2 separate regions of the Mus musculus genome follow, and region 2 is linked to region 1. The links are chromatin contacts, called in public Hi-C maps. All regions are on one chromosome and are shown on one strand. Each heading gives the region's core, a stretch centred on a gene start, on an enhancer-like site or on the middle of the called end of the contact. The rest is flanking DNA. Distances are from core to core; before and after follow the strand shown. Region 1 holds the start of Wdr37 (WD repeat domain 37). Region 2 holds the start of Psma2 (proteasome subunit alpha 2).

The links. A called contact is a pair of places that touch in the nucleus more often than the background predicts.
Region 2: a Hi-C map of CD8 T cells shows a contact between it and region 1, with 5 times the contacts expected there. The contact joins the promoter of Psma2 here to the promoter of Wdr37 in region 1.

The regions. Positions count from the first base shown.
Region 1 is chr13:8,868,285-8,873,083 of GRCm38.p6, reverse strand. Wdr37 (WD repeat domain 37) reads left to right here and starts at 2,040. Exons shown (of 14, transcript NM_172445.3): 1 at 2,040-2,214.
Region 2 is chr13:14,610,613-14,615,411 of GRCm38.p6, reverse strand. It overlaps Psma2 (proteasome subunit alpha 2), which reads right to left and starts at 2,170. Exons shown (of 8, transcript NM_008944.2): 1 at 2,097-2,170. The coding sequence starts at 2,137. It overlaps Mrpl32 (mitochondrial ribosomal protein L32), which reads left to right and starts at 2,375. Exons shown (of 3, transcript NM_029271.2): 1 at 2,375-2,520; 2 at 3,808-3,989; 3 at 4,672-4,799. The coding sequence starts at 2,394.

The DNA of each region.
Region 1 (4,799 bases), core at 791-3,290:
TGTAACCTGTGGGTGCTGGGAACTGAAACTGGGTCTTCTGCATGAATACTCAGTGCTCTTAACAGACAGCTACCTCTTAGGGTTTCCTTGCTGTGAAGAGACGCCAAGACCACAGCAATTCTTACAAAAGACATCTAACTGGAGCTGGTTACAGCTCTGAGGTTCAGTCCATTCTTGTCTTGGTAGGAAGAAGGGCAGCATGCAGGCAGACATGGTACTGCAGGAGGAGCTGAGAGTTCTACTTCTTGATCTGAAAGCAGTAGGAGACTGAGACTCACTTGCCAGACTTGACCTTCTGAGACCTTAAAGACTGCTCTCAGGCACACACTTCCTCCAGCAACATCCCACCTACTCCAGCAAGGCAACATCTCCTAATAATGCCACTCCCTCTAGGCCTATGGGGGCCATTTTATTAAAACCACCACGCTTTGTTTTTTTTTTTTTTTTGGTGGAACTCTAAATATACCAAAGATAAAATGTACTTCCATTAAAAGTATCTTAAGTGGCACCCAAATGTGGCTGCTTTGTTGCAAACTTAGTGGAATGCTACTTGGATATGGAACTATGCTTTACAGTACTTTCTGCTGGCTATCATTAACAGCAGAATGTCTTATGCATTCTTTGTTACTAGTTAAAATTTTCTTAAATAAATATCACAGCCTCCAAATTTGACAGTGATTTCTCTGAGAAGCCAAATCTTTTTTTTCTCAGTTCATATTTATAGACTGTTACTAGTGATAAGCTTTGTATACTATATTTTTTTTAAAAAAAGATTTATTTATTTATTTTATGTATACAAGTACACTCTAGCTGTACAGATGGTTGTGAACCACCATGTGGTTGCTGGGGTTTGAACTCAGTTTAAGAGCAGTCAGAGCTCTTAACCATTGAGCTATCTCTCCAGCCCCCTGAATATTATACTTGATACACAAGTAACCCACAATTTCTTGTACAGAATGTTTTGGTTATTCGAGTCTCCAAATACGATAAATTTATTTCTTCTCCAGCAAACATCTTGCATTACTGCTTCTTGAATCTGAACCTTCAGTTTTATCTTATAGGAAGAATGTTGACCCATATAGAAGGAAAATACTATCATGCTTTTACTGTAGGTGAGTTTTAAACATCTAGTTCAAGTTGCTCGCAGAGACAAGGCTGTTTATGTAACAGCTCCATTCTGCTATGTAGGTCTTCCCAACCCTGATTAACGGGGAAAAGCGGCTCAAGTCCCACCTTTTGCAGTGAACAGCTGATTCTATTTTCCCCTCTTAGCCAATGGTGATCAGATATTTCAGAAGGAAACTGGGTGAGTCATCTTCTGCAGATAAGCTGAAATATTAATAGTTCTATCTCTACCAGGCTCTCCTGCAGCCAGCTAGCAAGACTCCCACTGAGCCCTGCCTGAGGAGCCATTCCTAGCAGATCAGCCTGTAAAGCAGTTGGATTTGAGAGATTCTGAAAGCGATTACGTTAAATAGTACACTCGACTTTGCATTTTAATAGATTATTTTTCTTACCAGTTTTTGGGCTGTGCGAGTGTTTAGGACAGATGGACTTAAAACCTGCCTGACCGTGGACCCCTCACCGGAATCCCTGCAGTGGTAAGTACCCACGGTCCGGGAGGCTGTGTGTGCTTCTCCCTGTTACCGACGCTACAGGGTCTCGGGGAGCAATTCGTGCAAGGATCGCGTGTACCGTTAGTGTGTGGTGCAGAATTTGGGGTCTAGCAGTGCCTGTAAGCACCTTGGGAAAGCTCCTAACAGGGAAAGCGCTGAGCCTACTTGCGCCACCAGGGGACGCCATACTCGTTCTGCAGTCACTCGCTGGGTCTTGGCTCAGCGCGCTGCTAGGCCATAGTTTAGGTCTCCAGGACCCGGCGTCAAAGCCGAAAGCCAAAACAGGAGACTATCCCGCGGAACAAGCCTGTGGGACTGAGCGAAGGAGACCAGGAAAGAACTTCCGCAGCCGTTGGGCATGGGGCGGAGCTTCCGGTCTGTTTTTTTTTTTTTAAGGACCATCTCTGAGGGCGGGACTTCCGCAGTTACCGGAAGTACGGGCGCGCCAGTTCGGGTCGCCGGGTTGTGTCAGTGCGGGAATCGGCCGGTTTTTTTTCCTGCTCTGGGTCTGCCTCGGGAGCCTCGTCGCGGGGGGATCTACGAATTGAGTGCGACGTAGGCTGGTTCCAGGCGGACGCGAGTGCTGCTGCTGTGACAGGTGACGCCATCTTCTCAGCTGTCTGGCTTGGCATCCTTCTCGGGCGCTCGGGGGATGTCAGGTGTCCGGGTGGCGGTGGGGACGAGGCTTCGAGGTGGATGAAGGATACAGTCCTAATCCTGCGCACTCTCTCTGGCTCCCTGTGTACTCAAGTGGCGTCTACCTGGCTGTCTGTGTCCCGTGGGAAGCCCAGAGTTTTCGAAGATGGTGGCCTTCGATCCCGCAAAGACGGGGTATGGCCTCTGGGAAGGAGGAAGGGTGGGGGGCGGAGATGGGGTAAGCAGATGCTGAAGTGGTAAAACCCCGCCACGCCTTTGTTTCTCTTTCTGAAGACTTCCTTTTCTTCCCCGTACACTTCTATTTCCTAAGTTTTAAGGCATCATAATGGGCCAGTTTTACCAAAAAGTTGCATAAATATGCCATTTCACTTCGCGAGCAGACATAACCGAACGATTGATCAGGTTCTTAGAGGTTTTATCATCTAACTTGAACTCTTCGATGTTTCTTGTGCTTGAAGACGAGGACCGTTAGCTCTACACCACTCACTCTCTTGCCCGGATGTAGATTGCTAGGCAGTTTCTTTGAAGTTCAGATGGGTTTTCTTTACATTGCTTATTGTGGCCTACAAAGTATGCCATCAAAGCGGTACTGAAACCTTTTTACCTCTAAGCAGTACACCTGGTGATAATAAGCCTCCAGGATACTTCTCCCTTTTCTAAGAAATCTTCTATTATGCTACCTTCCTTGCTGTTTTGGTTACTTTGCCGATCACATTTTCAAGTGTTTGTAAATTCTCTTTGACACCTAAGCCACATACTTGAGCATAGTATATATAAATATAACCTGACCAAAGTAAGTAGAGGCCTTCTATTAGTGTTGCCCATAGGAGACGCAGAGCAGTGGCCAGTGGCCACATGAAATAACAGTGTGACCTTGATGTTTATGACAGCTACGTTTTTGCAGTGTATATCAAGCCTTCTTGCATAAATTTCTGGACACAGGACCTAAGTATGCTTCCTTTGGTTTTCTTACTCTGAGATGTTACTTCCTTTAGTATAGGTACGTTGGTCTGTTATCTTACTTTGCCCTTGATTTGAGGTAAAATCCTTGGGGTTGGGTATTTCCCCCAGCAGTGATACTAAGAGTTTTGTTAGTTGTCCTGTCCTGATTTATTCAAAGAAAGATATGCTTTCTAGATTTGAATTTCTTTTTTGGTTATTGAGAAAAAAATTCTTGGTGGTAGCTTATTTAATTACTGATGCCTGTCAGCTCAGTGCCATCCTTAGACTCGATAAGTGTGCATCATTTGCCTTCATCTCATCAGTGACAGAACATTTTAAGTAACTTAATTCTGGTGACAGATTTCCAAGGTTGCGTGTAGAGACCATTCTCTTTTCTGTTACTGGTTAGATATTGCATTGATTCAGCCCTCTAGAAGTTAATTTTAAAAGTACTATTACAATCAACACTTAAAATATTAATATTATTAATACCTTTATTGAACTTTTGGAGGTTCAGTGACATTTTATAGTTTATACTACCATCTGCAAATTATATAACCATCTTTTTAATGTATAACTAACATTTTTGGGATAAACCGGGTATTTATTTTGAAATAAATCAGTTTTTTCTTGTTGAAAGAAAATTAAAATTCTTCCTCCAAAGTATGAAATAGAGAGTAATGTTTTATATTATCTCAAATAAAAGCATACATTGTTTGTTGTATTGCTTATAAAACTACTTCAGCAGGCTTCCTGTTTGGTTGTATGTACTTAATAAAAATCTGATACTGTAGGTAGTAACACCTTACTGTGGAACATACATACTAAAAAGAGCCTTGAAAAGAGAGAGAGCTAAGTGTTCATTGGTGCGGTTTAATGTTATACCATTTACCAAGGTAGTGAATTTGGTATATTAACAGTGTGTGTAGAGATTTTATTCATTTGTTAAATATGTTGCACTAAAGCTGGACATGTATTGTTCTGCCTTGTTTATAAACAGCAGAGAAGAGGATATGCCCATGACAGCATGGAATAAGGACAGATGAGTTTGGCAGGCCAACCAGTTAGGAGTGCAGGAGAAACTATATTGCAGCTTTACATTTAATGTACTGATCTGTCTTACTGAACTGGGTGAATTGATGTGAGTGTTTGAAAGAAAGTAATTACCTTTTGGAGCTTTAGATTCTTTCTTTTTAAAAACATATATAGGTGAATTAGTGCATAGTAAAAGTAACTTTATAAAATAATTTGTTTGGTGTGATGCTGGTGATGAAACCCAAGGTCTCAGCTATGCCTAGCAATCAGCCTCCTTCCCATTGAGCTACATCCCACCCCAGATGTATTTTCTCTTTTTTTATGAGACAGTTCCTCTCTGTGAAGCCTTGGCTGTCCTGTCTTGGGATTCTCTATTTAGACCAGATTAGACTGGCCTTGAACTCAGAGATCTGCCTGCTTCTACACCCCCCCTCCCCCCCCCCAGTGCTCGGATTAAAGGCATGCACCATTATGCCCAGGTAGACCTATTTTATTTTCAGAGTGAAAGAGTTTTCTTTCTCTTTTGAGCTACCTTTTGTTTTGCTTTTT
Region 2 (4,799 bases), core at 921-3,420, 5.7 Mb before region 1:
AAAATCCCGTCACAGAGCAAGTGGGGGCAGAAGGATAAGCTGAAAGGCATCCTTAGTTACTGGCCATTTGAAGCCAGCCTGGGTCACCAATAATTCTGACACAAAAAGAAATTAAATAACTAATAACTTAAAAACTCAGTCCCTCACGATCTATGTCCATTTGTCTCAGCTATAATGAAACCACTTAGGACCGACCGTATTTGTTTTGTTTACAAATATAAGCGACTACCATGCAAAATTTAGTCTCTGTCAATTATATAATGAAATCATTTGCTAAGGAATTTAATGGAATTCATTTAAAGATTTCAAAATAATAACATTAACTCACTTCTTATGTGAAACTGTAAAGGGCAATTCTCAAAAGATAATATATTGTAACAAAAAGTCTATTAATTGTTTTCAAAACCAACAAGGTTTGAGTCCTGATTTACCTATTTGTGGACAACCTTGAAAAAGTTCAATTGTCCAGGTTCATCTATAACTCATTATACATAGGTGGTAATGGAAAAACCACTACTAGTTACTGTTATATTCAACAAGTAGATCCTGGCTGCCTTCAGCTGTCAGTCCTTAAGAAAATGGTCAACTGGAGGGCATCATCCTGAGTGAGGTAACACATTCACAAAGGAACTCACACAATATGTACTCACTGATAAGTGGATATTAGCCCAAAACCTAGGATACCCAAGATATAAGATACAATTTGCTAAACACATGAAACTCAAGAAAAATGAAGACTGAAGTGTGGACACTATGCCCCTCCTTAGAAGTGGGAACAAAACACCCTTGGAAGGAGTTACAGAGAGAAAGTTTGGAGCTGAGATGAAAGGATGGACCATGTAGAGACTGCCTTATCCAGGGATCCACCCCATAATCAGCATCCAAACGCTGACACCATTGCATACACTAGCAAGATTTTATCGAAAGGACCCAGATGTAGCTGTCTCTTGTGAGACTATGCCAGGGCCTAGCAAACACAGAAGTGGATGCTCACAGTCAGCTAATGGATGGATCACAGGGCTCCCAATGGAGGAGCTAGAGAAAGTAGCCAAGGAGCTAAAGGGATCTGCAACCCTATAGGTGGAACAACATTATGAACTAACCAGTACCCCGGAGCTCTTGACTCTAGCTGCATATGTATCAAAAGATGGCCTAGTCGGCCATCACTGGAAAGAGAGGCCCATTGGACACACAAACTTTATATGCCCCAGAACAGGGGAACGCCAGGGCCAAGGAGGGGGAGTGGGCGGGTAGGGGAGTGGGGGTGGGTGGGTATGGGGGACTTTTGGTATAGCATTGGAAGTGTGAATGAGCTAAATACCTAATAAAAAAATGGAAAGAAAAAAAAAAAAAAAGAAAGAAAATGGTCAAAACACAGTCCTTTGTCTAAGTTCATCCATGATGGTTTTTTCTTAAACAGGGAACAATAGTTCCCCTTAACTGCACTTTGAGAAAATATATATAACTCTTTAATTCTTTCTCCCAAAACATAAGGGTCTAAAATCGTTTTAAAGCAATTTGTTAGTGGATCAAGCAAAATACAGAGGTTATCAGTTTGCATGTGCCACAAAAACTTGACAGGAAATCAGCGCCTTCATTTTATACTTCTTAAGCTTCTACAGGAGCACAGGCGAAACCGAAAGCAGTGTGAGCTTCAAAGCACATCGCTGCTAAACAGAGACTAAAACTAAGATTTAACAGCAAATAAGGATCTCCCAAAAGAAAAAGGACGTCTCACACGTCCCATAAGGAGTCTGGGTTTACAAAGCTCTCGCTCAGGCCTAGCCGGGCCAGTAAAGAAATCCTGGACCTGAAGAGAGCAGCTGAAAACAGACTATCTCAAAGCACCCTTCTCCTAGTCTAGAAGGAGAGCCAGTGCTTAGTGCTTGGCTTGGGGCCTCCCGTCCCTCGGCCCGCAACACGGCCGGCCTCAGCCAGGGCCCAGGCCTGGCACGGAACATGACTCTGCAAAGCTACGAGTCCAGCTCCGTCACCGTGCACTCCTACGCAAACACCAGCCAGGTCCGACACACGGGACCATGTCTGGGGCGCTCCTGTGATCTGCGACGCATGGAACCTGCGGGTCCCCCGAATACCTGAATGTAGTCAGCGAGAAGCTGTAACCGCGCTCTGCCATCTTTACCCGGAAAGTCGGAACACAGCCACGCACATGCGCAGTAAGTATGCTTCCTTTAATTTTTTTTTTCTTCTTTGCTCTGATTGGAGGAGAGTCACCTAGGGGTAGCTGGGAGTTGGAGTTTTTGGATCACAGCGGTCTTTGACCCTTGCGCATGCGCAAGAGGGGCCTGCGCATGCTCTGAGCGAGGAGGCGGGGAAGTGGGCGGACTTAACGCATGCGCTCAGCCCGCGTCCCGCTCTGTCTTGAGAAGATCATGGCTCCTTCGTTGCTGCTGCTTTCACTACCATGGCCGGTGCGTCCCGGACCGCTCCAGAGGTGCTGGGAGCTGCTACAACGGCAACTGCAGCAGAGCTGGAGTCGCTTTGTCAGTCCTCCGTGGGGTCCGTAAGGAGAGAGTTCGTGGAAAGAGGGTTGGTGAGGGCTTCCGGGTTGTAGCGTGGTTTTTGGTTGGTTGATTGGTTCGTTATTTTATTTGTTTGTTTGTTTATTGGTTATTTATTTATTTATTTATTTATTTATTTATTTATTTATTTATTTATTGAAACTGTCACCGTAGCCAGGGTGGTCTAGAACTCACTGTATAGCCCAGGCTAGCTTCGTATTTATTTATTTATTTATTTATTTATTGAAACTGTCACCGTAGCCAGGGTGGTCTAGAACTCACTGTGTAGCCCAGGCTAGCTTCGAGCTCCTGGTATCTTGGGCGTTAAATTTGAGATTGCTGTATTATTTACAGTGTATCGCAAAAGTGATAATGCCCAGTCTGAACAGAGATATATTTTATTATATCTCAAGCGCAGCATAATAAATAATTGTCTCCATGTTCTACCTGAGATAATCATTTCAGTCCATTCGTTGTCTAATAGGCCTGTGCTTGGACAGTTTATGTAGTGGTAAGAAGTCCTAAGAATTGAACGAACGTTCGCAAGTCTGAAGAACATAAGAAAGGGTAAAGAAGTGATCTAAGCAATTTAGAAAAACAAAGGTGAAACACTTGATAATCTCATAAATAATAAATCTTTTCTTAGAACACAGGTTAAGATTAAATATTAAGGAAAAATTTAATGGCTTTAGGAACCTACCAGGTTTAAAGAAAAAGGACCTAACTGGATCAGGATAGTGTGGTACAGATGACCATTGTAGTCATCTCAGTGATGTGAGTGAATGTAGGGAGTCTCGGGATTAGATTACTTGTACACTACTTATTACTGAACTGCAGTGTCCCGGATTATATACGGAGGAAATGCTTAGTAGAGTAGCCTGGCTGCTTTGGTAGCTTGCAATAAGAAAGCATTCCAGTTGAAGTATTTTAAATTGCCTTTTATATGAGCTTTAGTATATTTTAATAGCTGGGGATTATTACTAATGTTTGTTGTGTTTAACATTCAAAACTATTTATGTCAGGCCAGCCATATGGCTCAGTAGTAAAGGACCTTGTTGCTAAGTCTCAGGACCTGGGTCCTAGCCCCATGGCCAGTATGACGTAAGGAGAGAACTAACTCTGAAAGCTGTCCTCTGACCTTACATGTGCACATATACTCACAAACACATATAATTTATAGGTGTGTATATTTAGTGACACTACACATGTTGACTGTTAAAGGAAATAGTGGCTGTATTCATTTAGGAACTCCGAGTTGATTCGGCATCTCTGTTTTGTTTTATAGCACCAGCATTAGCCGTCCAGAGACCATCCATCCTCACAGAGCTAGCACATGATACTTGTGAAAATAAAGAGAATTCCAGCTTTTTAGATAGTATCTTTTGGATGGCAGCTCCCAAAAACAGACGCACCATCGAAGTTAACCGATGTAGGAGAAGAAACCCTCAAAAGCTTATTAAAATTAAGGTAATGTGTGAACGGGTGTAGGTGTGTGCACATACACACTCTCTTCCACAAGTCTAACACTGAATAGCCCGGTATTGTATTTGTGTAGCAGAGAAAACCAGCCTTATAATAGTCTTAGCATCTTGTTTGGCTCATCATGGATAGATACGTAATCTAATTCTTCCTTAATGTTTTAAGATACTCTTAATGAATCATCCCATTGCTTAGATGGGCTCCTTGTTGGTTATTATTTGAAGTTAGAGGACTGATAGAGCTCTTAATTCAAAAGTCAAATGAGATCATTACAAACAATTCTGAAAAAAATCTCCAAACTTCTTGACTATGCTTTTAATTGTTAATGTGGAATTCACTACACTCATATAATGAAAATATTCTACTCAAGCTGGAGATTAGACAAAAGAATTTGAGAATAGTTTACCCATAGGCTATACGAATAAAAATATACCAGATTGGTAAACTTGAGTTTTAGTCCTAATTTTCTTACTAATTTGAACTCAGTGTTGCTATTTTTTTTTTTTTTTTTTTTTGGTTTTCCTGTTAAAATATATTGTTGAACTAGCTAGTATATAGTCTTATGTAGCACGAACATTCTCAGAAAGCTACAATGTCAGCATGTTAGAGTTCTTGCTGGTGATTATGTATTATATTGCTTGTTATTAATATGTTTTTCTTTGTTTTAAAGAACAATATAGACATTTGCCCTGAATGTGGTCACCTGAAGCAGAAACATGTCCTTTGTGGATATTGCTATGAGAAAGTACGCCAGGAGACGACAAAAATCAGACAACAAATAGGGGCTCAAGAAGGAGG